Regions from separate parts of the Mus musculus genome. Here all the other regions are linked to region 1. A link is a contact called in public Hi-C and HiChIP or PLAC-seq data. All regions are on one chromosome and are shown on one strand. Each heading gives the region's core, a stretch centred on a gene start, on an enhancer-like site or on the middle of the called end of the contact. The rest is flanking DNA. Distances are from core to core; before and after follow the strand shown. Region 1 overlaps Bst1 (bone marrow stromal cell antigen 1). Region 2 has its middle 22 kb from the start of Gm42427. Region 3 overlaps Tapt1 (transmembrane anterior posterior transformation 1).

Region 1 (4,804 bases), core at 1,413-3,912:
CTCACATAGGCTACTTCATCCAGAAACAATTTATTTGGGTTCAAAGCATTGAAAGTGTCAGGTCGCCGGGCGGTGGTGGCGCACGCCTTTAATCCCAGCACTTGGGAGGCAGAGATAGGCGGATTTCTGAGTTCGAGACCAGCCTGGTCTACAAAGTGAGTTCCAGGACAGCCAAGACTATACAGAGAAACCCTGTCTTGAAAAAAAAAAAAAGAAAAGAAAAGAAAGAAAAGAAAGTGTCAGGTCCTAGCATCACAGTATAAACTTTACCCTGATTGAGTCTCATGGAGCAAATTTGTGTGTGGATTCCAAAGGGGTGGAGTTAGGTAAAGAGTGAAGAGAAATCAGGAATCAAGAATCAGAACTAACTATGTCAACCATATTAGCTTTGAACTAACAGAGATTCTCCTGCACCTACCTCCCAAGCGCTGGGATCAAAGGCCTGTGATAAGGCATGGAAGGCTGAGGAAGCCATAAATTGCCTATCAGGGAACTCTCATGCCTGCTGTCTATAGGTAGAGAACAAATGTATCTGTGACAGGATTTAATTTTGTTTTATTCTCTTCAGGAAATGTTCCCTATTCAACCACATTTCTGCACACATATGGTAAGTGTGTTTCCTTTTTTTCTTTGATATACTGTAAAGAAGCAGAAAATATTAATAAGCCAAAGATCAAAAACAGAATAGCTGTGAAGTCCCTATTCAGAGAGAACTGCACTCTCCTTGGGGTTATTTTCTTTTATTCATTTACAGTGTATGCATATGCTATAAACACACATAAGGAATGTGATAGTATTTCTTACATTCATATTATATTTCATAACACTTGCATCATATTGTGAGTAGTTTTATATCCCATCTCTAACACATGTTAACATTTTCTTATGTGATGAAATGTTCCTAAGACAAAGATGTTAAATTTGCATCCTGTGAGATTTACTCCTTCTGATGCACAGCTTTGAGAGTTTTGAGAAGTTTATGTGAGATGCCACCTTGGTGTTTCTCACTTCTCCTTTAACTTAGCCCCTCCCCCCCTCATGCCTCTGGCACCCCGCCCACCCATCCTGGAATCCACCGCATTCCTCTTTCTCCATAGCTTTGTCCTTTTCAGAACTCTGTATTTTTATCTGCAGTGTGTAGCCATTTGGTCAGGCTTCTTTCCCATAGCACAATGCACTGGAATTGCCATTCATATGACTATACATCAATACTAGTTCCTGCTGATGGCTGAGCAGTAGTGCCCAGTACAGAATGCACTACAGTTACAGAATGCACTACATTTGACTTAACTGTTCACCAGTCAGGTGACACACATGACATTTACTTAACAAATGAACGTTCCATCCTATGGGTATACAAAACCTTATGTAGCAGTTCCAAACCTGTGTGTGCTTGTGTGTGCTTGACATTTTGGGTTATTTCCTTATCATAAGTAGCCATTAAATAGACATCTTTAGATATACATCTTTGCATAACATCTATATATGTATACCTTTATATGCTGTACATGTAATTGAAGCTCTTAACAAACACGTGTTGTATCATTTGAAACACAAGAAAATACAGAAAATAAAAAATACAGATGCTTCCATAAATACATTTAATTATTTAAGATTAAACTATTCTCCAGGTCTCAGTGCTTTGTACCATTATCAAATAAGAGATAATAACTTTAACTCCACAGTAGCAACTTCTGTCTGCTAAGCAGGACTAGATGAATGCCTTGTTTCTTGAATCATGAGTGTAAATACAACTGGATTACCGTCTGGTTACATTGTTTTTCTAGAAGGGTTTGTCTTGAGACAGTGGGTTTCCTTAGTTTACACAGGACAGTGGACTACTCAAGGGTTGCTGCAAGGCTGGCTTCTGTTAGAACCCTGTGGGGATTTTCTAGTCACGCCTGAGAACTTGAAGCCAAAGCTACTAAGAGAGAAATGAGAAGGCTGGCGTCTCCTATTGCATGAAGAGATGCGCTCTCCCTCCGCATAGATGCTGAGGCTCTAAAGAGAATAAGAGAAATAGAGACAACATGAGTGTGTGACAAAAATCACAATGCACGCCACAGAAACGTGTGGATAGAACAGAACGCTCATAAAGTGAAAGTAAAAATTCTTAATCACTCTATTCCCATCGAACCACAGTTAATAATGTCAGTTGTCCTCCCAAGGAAGACAGCACACGCATGTACACACACACACACACACACACACACACACACCCCTCTTTATGTAAACACACAGAATGCTATTTGCTTCCTTTGCCTGACACCACCTCTTGGCACTTGGACACAGTTCATGCCGGCACACACACAGAGTCAATTCATGTTTCCTTGTGTATGCATTTCTATTTTACAAATGTTCTAGAGTGTTAGCCAAGTTCCTTATTGGTGAATAGTGTATCATCAGAGTTTAGCTGATTAAGAAAATCTTGTTCTGACTTTAAAACACTGAGCAGAGGCCCTGGCCAAATCTCATTTAAACTAGATAAGATCTGACCTTCTGAGTTTTTGAAATAGAAATTACTGAATTCTTTTCAACCAGTTAAAAGGTGAATTTAAAAAATAATAAAACTATCTTATCTTGGTTCAGAATCAAGACCCATCGATCTGGACTTGTTAGTGGCCACGTATCTTACCAACTTCCTTAGGAAGCTGAAGCCCCTTCTTTACTAGCCAATGGCGCCCTCTACTGGACATTCACTATAGTTGCAGTTCTGATTCTGTTTATGTCTATATTGCATTTCTATATTCAGTTTATGCACTATGTTTCTGGGTCTATGCTAGACGTGTTGGTTTGACACATTTCAGAGTCAAAGATGGTTGTGAGCCACCGTGTGAATGTAGGGTATCATCCCTAGATCCTCTGGGACAGCATATCTCTAGCCCTAGAATCAATTCCTTAAAAAAATATAGGAACATCTCCAAGACATACTGTTAAGAGAAAAAGAAAACAAACCCCAGAATCTTATCTATATTATCATTTATTATAACTTATATGAGAGATCTATGTGTGTTATGTGGGTACATGACCATGTGTGTGTATGAATGCACACATGTGCTGTGACAGGAATATCTTACTCTATAAGGACACACAAGAATATAGAAGTTATGGTCTACCTACTCTGAGCTTTAAAAAAAAAAAGCTGGATCATATAAGAATAAAAAAATAACAGTGTTTGTTCTCCTGACCCTTTTAATAATCGCAAACTTTGTTTCTAGCATGTATATTAATCTTTCACAAAATAAATTAAGATTAAGAAGGAAAAGGTCCAAGGTCGCCCTGTGGCCCCACCTCTAGAATTGTCTGCTGAAGTGTGCTAGGTAGAGTATGGTGTTGGGCCGTCTGGGAAGTTAGCTCAGCTGGCAGATGTCTGTGGAACTTGCGACAATTTAACCAGAGACTGAGAGGCTACAGTGCAGAAATGACCTGCTCCGCAGTGAGCTATTTAGGAAATGGATGGACAATCAGACTACAGTTCACCTGTGTTGATTCAGGCCATTTACTTACGAGTTCATGATACAGTCGGGGTGAGTGCTGTGGTCCACACACATTAAGAACTTCACTGGTCTACAGAAGAAAAACCGTACTTAAGAGATTATCCAAATCACTCCTTCGAGTTAAACACCTATGATGTGGTTGCAAAGCGCTTGGAACACAAAACACATCTTTGAAGAGCCTACAGTTTCCTCCTTTATAAACAATACTGGCTAGGCTGGGACTGGTGACTCACACCTTTAGTCCCAGCACTAGAGAGGGAAGCAGAGGCAGGCAAATCTCTGTAAGTTTGAGGCCAGCCTGGTCTTCATAGAAAGTTTCAGGACAGCCAGAGCTATACAGAGTGACCCTGTCTCAGCACCCTTCTCACAACAGGTAGCATTTATCCAGCACTTACTATGTTCCACAAATATTGTCTGTGTTTTATTTAGGTCATACCATCCGACCCTCAACAATCTAATGAAGTCGATCCTATTTTCAACCACAATTTGCTGCAGATGAAGCTGACTGTTTTCCTTATGTTCTAACAGTGGTGAGTGAGAGATCTATCCTTGAATGTGGTAGGCTAATCCAGACCCTTCCTGCCTGCACCTCCTACTTTATTAGGAAAACTCCTTGATGTGTGCTTGGACAGAAGGTTGAACGAAAAGCACGTGAGCAATAGCCCAATTGAGAATGCTCATTGCCTAGTATAATCGAGGCAGAAAATGTGAAGTTCCAGGGCAACCAGGAGGGAAGGAAGGCAGCAACAGAAGCAGGGGCAGGTGACAGTGACACAGAAGGCGTGAAATACAAGGCAGACTAAGACAACACCTCTATGACCAGATGACTGGAAAGAATTGGAAGACATGGAAGAGTTACACAGGCATGCACTGCAGGCGCTGTAGTCCCCGCTTAGAGTCGCCTACTTACAGTGAAGTTTAGTCTGTATACATACATTTTATGGCTAGTGGGTTTTGCAGATAGTATCTCACTAGGATGCCTAGGCTACTCTTGAACTTCTGGGCTCTAGTGATCCTACCACCCTGGCCTCCTGAGTGTCAACAGATGCAATCTGTCCAAACATATTTAAAAAGAAATAAATTCGGTTGTTATTGTCTTTTGACCAAGACAGACTTTGAATTTTGTGGAGTCTGATCCATTGTGGTATTGGAAGAAACCAACCAAGAAGAAAGAGTCTGTGTAGAGATAAGGCTCTGCCAGTGTCACCAAAGACCCTTATGTGAACTTGGGCTGACTCAAGACGAAAGGCCATTCCACTGAACGCTGAGGGTCAGGAGAGTCTTACCTATGTTTGGGTTGATCTTCA
Region 2 (4,985 bases), core at 2,281-4,780, 320 kb before region 1:
TCCTTTGAGAGTAGAAAGATACCATGGGGAAGTCCATGATCTGTGCTCCTACTCACTGTACAGGACAAGGAAGCTGCTTCTCAAGAGCTATCAATGACTGCCGACTCCACAGGTGAAAAAAAGAGAGACATGGAAGGACTCTGTGACAAGCCTCATCCTCATCCTCCTGAAAAAAACCTGACAACCTAGGCAAGAATCTATAGAAGGAAACTTAAAAATTGTGGTAAGGATTTACTTAGCACTTTTCTGTAGGAAGATGGCCACTGGGAGGTTGACTGTGCTCCAGTGAGTATATGGGCAGCATAAATTGGACTTGTTTGTTTGGACTTTTTTTTTTTAATCTTTTCTGGGGGGTGGGGGGGGAGGCCACGTGGCTGGGGGCAGACATGGGAGGACAGAGAAGTGAGAATGATGTGATGTGTTATGTGAAATCCCCAAATAATCTATTTTTTAAAAAGACCTGGAAAGATGAGATGGTCCATCCTAGATCACTCTCATCCTGGTGGCAGAGGCTCACTCAGATGCAGGCCTCTGACCTATGGACTCCAGGCTGGTGTCTCCTCACCACCCTGAGGGAGAGCACCCTGCTGTCACCATAGATTAAATCCCTGACACTTCCTAATTAAAATGGAAGTATTTAGTTCTGTCAGTTTAACACAGAGGAGTGATCCTAAAGTAGTCTTTGCCTCCACTTTGCAGAGGACCTATAACTTCCTACTAATTAGGCTACAAGATAATCCTGCCCCTCCCCCGCACTTCCAAACTCCTGTTGGGAAGCTGAGTCAGTATTATAGTGCTGAAGTGGCTCCTAACCGGGAACTAAAATCTCAGCCTCGGCCTTGCATCTTCCCAGTCCTCAGACTTCATCTCAGATCCTTTCTGTTCCCTTTCTGTTGTTCCAATGACAGGAAGCTCTCATTTTAACTAGCCACTTATGATTAGCAAAGAGCCCCATCCCGTGATCTCATTGCACGGCCAGGATGGCCCCTGAGGTCCCAGGAGACAACATTGCTTTGCATTTGTAGAGTGCTGTAATTGTATCTGCACTCTGCTATAGTAGTGTGGGTCTGTGAGACTGTTCCTTCCACACTCGTCCTTTCTCAGGGAGGTCCTGTCAGAATCACTTCCTTTTTATAGATGAAACAGAGTTCCAAAAAAAAAAGCTGAAAGTGCCTAGTGACATGATATGATCAGTGGCACGGGAGGAATAGAGCTCAGGTGCTCTGGCTTCAGAAAGCATAGCATCATTAGCCCGTGAACTCTATCTACAATCTATCTGTGCTACTGAGGACTATGCTGGCCATTTAGCCCATGGCTCTGTCCATAGAGCAGACAGGACCATCAGACCCAAGTGGAAGGTTGTAGACCCCTCCGCTCCTATGAGTGTTTTTAAGCATCAGCTCGCTATTCAGAGACTTGCATGGTGAAGAAAAGACTTCTTTCTGTGTGACCCACTGCGAGGGCACGGGGCTGTTAACCACACACGGTGTTCATCTGCAACCCAAGGACAAACTTATCTCAGGTTTCTATCTCTAGGGTCCAGAGAGGATAAGGAAGTCCCTAAAATCATGCAGATTTGGTAGAGATGATGTCAGTTTGCCTGATGCCAGTGGCAGACTGTATAGGGTGGTGACATTGCTCCCTTCAAGGTCAGAAGCAACATTACAAGATGGGAGTGGTATGAACCACAAAATAGTGATTAAGAAGGGGCCAGCTCCTGTGAATGGAAGCATAAACCGAGCCCAGACTGAAGCAACGTCTCCTCAGGAAAACTCCTGGACTGCTGACTTTCTCAAGCATCACTACAGATGGGACACACTTAGAAATAATGAGCTCTGGCTGTTCCCGAGAAGAACCAACACTCGTGTTGTCTGGCAGTTTTTCCTTCCAAGTAACAACTGTACAATCTAGCCTGTCCTCTCCAGCAGGAGACTAAGCAAGACTCCTACAGTCTAAAATATGACAACTAGTCACACAAGGTGACACATAAAAGCTAGAAGCATGGCATGGGGGTTCATAACCATCTATAATGAGATCTAGTGCCCTCTTCTGGTCTCCAGGCATACATGCAGACAGAACACTGTACATAGTGAAAAAATAATTTTTTTTAAAGACACATAAAAGAGAATGACAATAAAAAAGGTGGGTTTTTAGTTCAAGCCTATAGTGGAACAACTTCATGAGACGGAAGATGGAGAAACATGAGGCCTGATTTTCCTCCAGATGCACTCTTGGGATAAAGCAGATGGGGTACCTTCAGCAGGTCCAGGGCCGAGTTATGGTGCTGGTCATGCCTCACAATGGATCTAACCCAAGAGGTTTATTGCGGCGTGGGGAGAAAAATGCCATCTCAGAGTGGGGACATGAGCGATAGAGACAGATGGACAGAGAGTCTGAGAGACATAGAGAATGAATAAGACAGAGAGCCATCTGGGTTGGCTAGGACCTTTTAAAAGGGGTACGTGCAACTCATAGTGACAGGGGAAATGTGCCCCCAGTGGATGCAGCGAGTGATGATGTAAGCTGAGTTGCTGAAAAGCAGGTTGGTGGAACGGGCTTGTTTACAGCACGTATCCTCCCCATGTTCACCTCTACCGCCTGATATTAGGAACTGAAGACAGCAGGTGGCATCTCCACTGATGCCCTCAGCATCTGTGAGAACTGTAGAGCCCTTGGTAAAGCAACGACTCAAACCATCATGAGAGCAGCTGTTTGGGCTCTCTGGGCAGTTGAGCATACCTAGAAGTCCTCGGGAAAGAAGGCAGCCACTGCTTTTGTATTGGTCTGGGTATAAGTGGTGAAATCTCCAGACTGCTTTCCCCTATCTATGTTTATGAGGGAGCCCTGCTGGGGCTGGAGGTCTAGAGAACTCCACAGGCTGGCAGGAAAGCCTAGAGTATTCTCACAACTCATGTTTCCTATCTCCAGGCCCCTAAAAGTCAAGATCTGAAAGGCCTAGTGAATGATCTGCATGGGTGGTTCTCAACCTGGGGGTCGCAAGCCCTTTGGAGTCTACTGACTCTTTCATGGGGGCTGCTTAAGACCATCAGAAAATATAGGCATTTACAGTAAGATTCATAGTAGTAGCAAAATTATGAAGTAGCAATTAAAATAATTTTATGGTTGGGATCAAGGAACTGTATTAAAGGGTCCCAGCATTGGGAAGGTTGAGAACTACTAATCTACGCCCTTGTACTCTACAAGGAATCTATAAACACATTAGAAAACCAGGGGTAGCATAGTTATGGGGGAGATGAGAATGCAGGATCTTAAGAGCATTGAAAGTGGGGCCTAGGGACCAATAGGGTTTGCCAGGTGGCACTTCAAAAGAGAAGCCCTTGGTGGGGGCAGGTCTCTGAGATGCTGGTCAGCTGTGGACCAGGCTCCTCCTTCAGGGCATCTAGAAATGACCTCTTTGTTACCTACCATCTACCATTTGAAAGGTGACAGCCAGCATAGCTAAGGCCTGAGTCTGCTGTGACTGGTGACTTCATAGGTTTCTGGGAAGGGAGATATAGCTCACACCCTTGGATCTGAATAATGTTTTACTACACATAAATGTTTGGTGGTTTAAAGCAACTGACCAGCTCCTCCCGTCACATAGTCATCTGTGCACCTTATGTTCTAGCCATATACATTCACGTGTGTATACATGCGTACATATTTAAATCTAGATCCTGCATGTGAGAGGAGATAGACATTATTTGTCTGAGTCTGGCTTGTTTCACTTAGCATAACACTGTTTAAGTCTTCTCCATTTTCCTGCAAATAAAAACATATCACTTTCTGTAGCTGGAAAAAATTCCACTATGTGTTTGTACAATGTCTTCTTTGCCTAACCATTTATGGATGGGACCCCTGGTTCTGTATCTTAGCTAGTGTGAAAACTGCAATAATATTGTGAGTGTGCAAGTATCTCTGTGCTGTGTTGACTTGAGGTTCTTCAGGCATATACCCTTAATTGTTTAGCTAGAGCTATGGTAACTCAAAAAAAATTTTTGAGGAATCTCCATACTGATTTCCATAACAGTTACACTATTTTACATTCCTACCAGCAGTGTATAAAGGTTTCTTCTTTCCTTTCATTCTCATTAGCATTTAATTTTTGAACAACTTTTCTAGACTTTAGAGATAAACCTGTCAGATGTATGGCTGGCAAAGACTCTCCAATTCTGTAGGCTTCCTCTTCAGTATGTTGATTTCTTGCTTTGCTGTGTGTTTAAATCTCATGAAATCCCATTTGTCAAGTCTTAGCTTTGCTCTCTGGCTTATTGGAATCCCTTTCAAATAGACCCTTTTCTGTGTGCATCTTCAAGGGTGCCTTTTTCCCCCTAGCAGTTTGACAGCTCCAGGTCTTCTGTTAATCGGGGCAGGGAGGAGCAAAGGAGAGGTTATTGAAATATGTGTGTCACAAAAGCAGAAGAAGGGGCAGTTGGGTTTAAAGAGAGGGAAGGGAGACAGATGAGAAAGATGGGAAAGGGAAGGTAGTGGAGGGGGCAGATAAAAAGAAAGTATAATGCTTATATTTTTGAGAGTGACAATAAATGATTATGACTCTCCTGAAGAGCTATTTGCAGAAAAGTTTTTAAAAATTAAAGATCTATAAGCGAACTCAATATATCTAATGGTGCAGAGTAGCAGCTCAAGTTTTAAAATCAGGTCATCTTAAATTTAGTTAAAGCTTCGACTTTTTACCAATGCCCTCGGGAAATCAAGATCTCCAAGTGTCTGTGACTTCATCTGAAAAAGTGGGACTAATGATAACAACGGAGAATTTAGGGCCTCTGAGCATCAATTGAGGCAACATCTGCAAGACAGTTGGTTCAGTCACAAACCATTATTAAGCATCCAATATAAAGTTGTCCCTTTATTGTGGTTAAGAATCAATTCTGAGGACAAGGGATGTTTTTCATAGTGCTCAAAAAGAGCACTTATGCTCATAAAAGCACAAACTGTAGTGCCTTTTAAAATGTGAGATGTTCAGA
Region 3 (4,774 bases), core at 1,502-4,001, 340 kb before region 1:
TACACAGACTACAGTGACTCGGTGGCACGGAGGATGGGGTTTATTCCTCTCCCGCTAGCTGTCTTAGTAAGTCCATGCTTCTCTCTTCTTGTCAGGACATGGCCATCCTAAAACACCAGGAACTTTGTTTCAGCTTAATTTAAGAATTGATAAGTAACCAGAAAGAAAAGTTTGTCTTAAGTTCTAAATGCATCCTTTCAGTTTTGAGCTTCGCAGAGGGAAAGTGCCATCATGGGACTGCTTGTCCAGGTAGCTTTCCTAACATGGAGGCTGCTCTCTTGCCTATTCACTGGGCAAACAATTGTCTTCTCTAATGGGTAATCCCAGAGGTGGCCATTGTGTTGTGGTGCCTGGAGCATGGAGGTGGCCAAATAACTGATGCTGTTTCTAGAGGGTACTTCAAGACTGATGTGCTAGATGCCATGAGTCCTGTGCTGAGGAAGTCAATGCAGAGGGCACAGTGAGTGGTGAGCCAAACCGAGCATTGCAGTGTGCTTAAGGAGGGTCTGACTGCCCCTCTACACTACAGGATTCAGCCCCAAAACAAGTAGAGCTGTTTTTATCAGAAGGCCTGAAAGCAAGTGTGTACAGGTCAGCTAATATATGTACAAGAAAGCTAGAAGTCACAGCAAGTATGTTTAGATTGGTTTGCCCAACAGTTTTAGATGGTGAATGGTGATAGGCTTAATGTAAAATTTCAGCAGCTTAACAAATAGTATACCCTAAACATTGTTATGGTTTTAGTCACTTATTATATAGCAATACAGATTTCTTTTCTTTAGGAAAAGGCTACCTAAAATTTTGAAGAAACTTAGATTTTAAAGGTTATCTAGTAAAAGTTAAACTGAAAAAAATAGAATGTCAAGTTTTTCTACTTGTTTTTCCTGGTATTAGAAAAATGATGAAGGTAAATCCAGACTGTTCAACTAACTTTTAATAGAAGGGTGAGTTAGATGGTAGTGGCTATTGTGCAAGAGTAGCTTTCTGTGCTAGAGGCTGTGCTACAGCTGAGGGCTTTCTGGTACTTTTCTCACAGTGAGATTGGACTAAGCATATGACAGTCCATTCCCATATCTCACTTCTGTTGTTGTTCTTATTTGTAGCATTCAATTATATTCAAGGAACCACAGTAGAATTTTGACACTACTAGATGAGGCAGCCAGTTACCTCTGCTTCATTTCCGTGTAGCCACTCATGTAGCTGTCATGTGTAAATTGTTCTCTCAGCTGCTCCCACCAGACTCATTCAACAGGCTTCCAGGGATAACACTACTCGGCCTATATTTCTGTTACATAAGAAATGGAGTGCCAGCCATAGGTAACCAAAAAGACAGAAGTTCATGGCTTTCAAGTAATTAACTGTGTGCTTAGTTTCTTAAAGAGTGTAAGTCTTTCAAGGTTCCCTTTGCTCTATGCTCCCTACAAGTTATTGGGGCCTCTTAAAGAATTCGAACAGTGGACAGGAAAAACCAGGAACGAGAAAACCTGCTCAAACTGGTTTTATCTCTAGCAAGACCTGGATGAGCGCCTTCAGAGCTTACAGAATGAGTTTCTACTTTACAAATGGCAGCTGCTGTGTGCCTCTGTGAGATGTAAGTAGAAGTGCCGTCAATGAGATAGGCTGCTGGGGCTTCCCGGAGTGGGCAGGCAACAGCAGGCCTTGCCTGAGCAAACCCAGTCCACCACAGATGACTGAAGAAGTGTTTTGTGTTAGGAAGTCTAGAGCCAGCCTCTTGGACCTAGATGCAGGTATGCTCTAAAATGTTAAACTAAGAGAGAGACAGTTTTAAATATCAGCTAATAACTCTATGGCTCTGTTGTGTCTCTGTGTTTGTGTGTTGTGTGTTGTGTGTTGTGCTTTGTTCCTGGCTAGCTCATCAGAGTTGTAACAAGCTCAATTAAAGTGCAAGGAATCCTGTCCTACGCCTGTGTCATACTCTTCTATTTTGGGTAAGATCAACTATTCTTGATTATGTTTTGACTTTACTGTAAAGTATGTATTGACTGCAAGATGTAATAGAAGCTAATTGCATCCAATGGTAGTTTTCCTATTCTGTGTACTTGAGTTTGAATCTTTAATCAAAAGTTTATAGTAAGGTCTTTTTGCTCAAGATTTATAGTTCATCCATACTTGATTCTTTTTAGGAAAAGTCTTTCATTAGAGTCAAGTTTCCATATTTAACAACACCTTTGGTTTTCCTTTGTACTTGCCATGCTAATAGTCAGTACACCGGGCTTGGTTCACATTAACCTAACTGATACAAAAATGTAGTTTTTGTGGCTATAGCCAACTGAAACTTTTGAAAATTTGGTCCCAACTAGCTTACATACCTGTCTGGTTGTGAAATACAAGCAGTAAGTAAGCAGTTTAAGTAATTTATGATAATCATAAATGATAACAAGAAAATGATGTCAAATGTTACTTTGCCACTTTTTGATTTTTCAAAAAGTGAAATAAAGTAAGGAGCCTACCTGAGTTTTGATGTCTTTGCCCAAAGGGGAATTGGGAACCCATGACTGATCTGGTTTATACATGCTGGGATACATGGGCATGGGTTTGAGGAGTGCTGGTCTGTGGGAGAGGACAGCCCTGAGCACCACCAGAGGAAAAGGCTGTGGCGCGCTAACTTCCTGTAGAACCTGGTTTCCAAAGCCATCTGTGGTTCCAGTTTCACATTTGAGTGTTATGTGTATCTTCCTGGAACCCACACTGCTGGGCACGTGGCAGGCACCCAAGACTCCTCTGTACAAGCAGCTGAGACACAGTCACTCCTGTGGGCTGCACTTGATATCCCTTGTGTATTGCAAGTCATGAGTGTTTCACAGTGCCTGTCTCAGCCCTCCTCCAGAGCTGTGTTTGTTCAGGTGACTGATTGAGTGCTGAGATTGCAGGTGTTTGCACTACCATACCTGGTGTGTGCTGTGTTGAGCATTGTCTTGGGACTCTCTGCATGCTAAGCACATATTCTGCTAACTGAACTACGTCTCCAGTGCACACCTTTTGTTGTTTTTGAGACAGGATCTCGAATAGCTCAGACTGGCTTTGAGCTCACTGTATACCAAAGGCTGGTTTTGAACTCCTGATTCTCCTTCCTCTGCCTCCTGAGTGCTGGGATTACTGGCAGCATGCCACCATACACAGCTCTCTTAAATTTGACATTAAGTTTTTTATATTAAATTATACAATATTAGAAATTTTACTGTATGCTTTCTTTTCCAGGTAGGAGTTAAAACTTCCATCTCAGAAAATTGACTTTTATTTTTATGTTCTGGACTCTTCCAGTCTTTTTGAGTATTTTCCCTGAGCTGTTTCTTCCTTTGACTGGAGTCACACTGGCCTTTTGTTCTTTCTCCTTTTCTTTTACTAATATGCCAAAGATGTTCCAACTGCACACTGAAGACAATGTTAAAATTTTAAACTATGTGTTGTTTTTGAGGGTCAATATTTAGGGAAATTTCTTTGTACTTAGACTGCATAACAATAGATATTAAAATATTTCTTAACAACAAAATAAACCATGATGCTCCTTCCGTAGTGCAGGCTCCCACACCCTGCCTGTTGATGTTCTTAGCATAGTTTCCTTTTTTCTACTTGCTCTGGTCTTTGTTTAACTTTGTTCTCATAGTTTGAACATAAGTCAGGAAAGTAATGCTTTCATATGGCATACATGAAAGAAAACCTTTCTGCATAGTTCTCCGGAGAGGATGTGTGCCTGTCAGCTGTAGGGGGAAAGACGAGCCCACCACTGCCCTTCCCCATCTATTCAGCAGCCTTGGCTGCCAGGTTCCAGACTGCTGTAGGGATTGACCAGAAAGAAGACAGACAAGTTTTGTCCCTTGGTATCTCTGAAGTTGTAGCATGCAAATAGACAGGAGATATATTCTCTAGAGACTTTTGGTAGTGAGCAGTGTGAAGAAAAATGTGGAGGTGTCAGGAGATGAAGAGTGACAGATGGTGGCTTTTGAGCACAGCAGAAAGCAAGCAGAGTTGAGTACAGAGTGTAAGCCTAGACAGTGGGCTGTGTGAAGGCCCCTGGCAGGGGAGGTAGCTCCAGAGTCTCACAAGAAGGCTTTTTGTAAGAGCCACTCAGCTCCCGTGTGAAGGACAGTCTGGAGTGTGACAAGAGGATCAGTGAGTCAGGAAGCAGTGGGCACCGCCAGGGAAAGGTGACCAAGGCTGGAATGGCAGTGCTCGAAGTAGGAGGACAGGACGTGTCAGGTGGATGCACACTGCCTGTGCACGAAGTATAAAGGAGCAACTTCAGATACGGCTGCAGAACCTGGGCTCAAGCAGGGAAGGCAATAGAGTTGTCACTTACTGTGACAGAAGCAACATTTTAGGGGTGGGGAGAGAAGGTCCTGGGGTAGGGATGACTGGAATTGGGGATTGGTTTGGTAAGTTTGGAAACCCCGGAAACAGGGGAGGAAGAAGGGTATAGTTTGGGGAGACCTGGAACTGACAGCAGATTTGCACCCGTGTTCCATGGAGCCATCTGTGCTGTGCTCTGAGCCCCTAGTGAAAGGCCTGAGGACCAGGCAAGAATCCTCGTGTGTCTCCTGCATTGACTCACAAGTTGAGCCACTGATGATGCTCACTGGCTTGTAATTCCATGTTCCTGACAGTCTCATCTCAGGCACCAAATACAACCTCTATTCCCTCATGTTACGGCTGTCCGTCAGGGCCCATGGTGTGTGAGAAGATGGGACTGGGATGCTGTGCTCTCTAAATTGTCTCGCCATAATTATAGCAGATGCTTTACAGTATTAGTTTTTGG

Evidence for each region. HiChIP or PLAC-seq counts read pairs in DNA pulled down with a chosen protein or histone mark. Hi-C and Micro-C count contacts between places; a contact is called where the count stands out from the background.
Region 2: a Hi-C map of B cells shows a contact between it and region 1, with 2.9 times the contacts expected there. The contact joins two enhancer-like sites. A contact is called at or near these places in 2 of 15 datasets of contacts at CTCF or cohesin (large pre-B cells and pro-B cells), 16 of 484 Hi-C or Micro-C datasets (B cells, the BV-2 cell line, the G1E-ER4 cell line and 7 more), 3 of 115 datasets of contacts at active chromatin or transcription factors (large pre-B cells, memory CD8 T cells and pancreatic cancer cells) and 1 of 9 other capture datasets (embryonic stem cells).
Region 3: a contact with region 1 is called in a RAD21 HiChIP or PLAC-seq map of pro-B cells, with 5 times the contacts expected there. The contact joins two enhancer-like sites. A contact is called at or near these places in 3 of 15 datasets of contacts at CTCF or cohesin (the NIH/3T3 cell line, large pre-B cells and pro-B cells), 3 of 484 Hi-C or Micro-C datasets (cortical neurons, large pre-B cells and regulatory T cells) and 1 of 115 datasets of contacts at active chromatin or transcription factors (large pre-B cells).

What each region holds. Positions count from the first base shown.
Region 1 is chr5:43,839,194-43,843,997 of GRCm38.p6, reverse strand. Bst1 (bone marrow stromal cell antigen 1) reads right to left here. Exons shown (of 9, transcript NM_009763.3): 8 at 3,508-3,567; 9 at 530-2,001. The coding sequence ends at 1,896. Among named protein-coding and RNA genes, the nearest start is that of Bst1, 23 kb to the right of the region's middle. Within about 2 kb of position 2,662, at least 86 of the 459 cell types and tissues checked have an H3K27ac peak or open chromatin away from gene starts, as enhancers often do. A contact at or near this core is called in B cells, pro-B cells and regulatory T cells, where this site is marked.
Region 2 is chr5:44,160,571-44,165,555 of GRCm38.p6, reverse strand. No RefSeq gene overlaps it. Among named protein-coding and RNA genes, the nearest start is that of Gm42427, 22 kb to the right of the region's middle. Within about 2 kb of position 3,530, at least 4 of the 459 cell types and tissues checked have an H3K27ac peak or open chromatin away from gene starts, as enhancers often do. A contact at or near this core is called in B cells, where this site is marked.
Region 3 is chr5:44,179,873-44,184,646 of GRCm38.p6, reverse strand. Tapt1 (transmembrane anterior posterior transformation 1) reads left to right here. Exons shown (of 14, transcript NM_173764.3): 11 at 1-66; 12 at 1,873-1,949. Among named protein-coding and RNA genes, the nearest start is that of Gm42427, 42 kb to the right of the region's middle. Within about 2 kb of position 2,751, at least 79 of the 459 cell types and tissues checked have an H3K27ac peak or open chromatin away from gene starts, as enhancers often do. A contact at or near this core is called in pro-B cells and regulatory T cells, where this site is marked.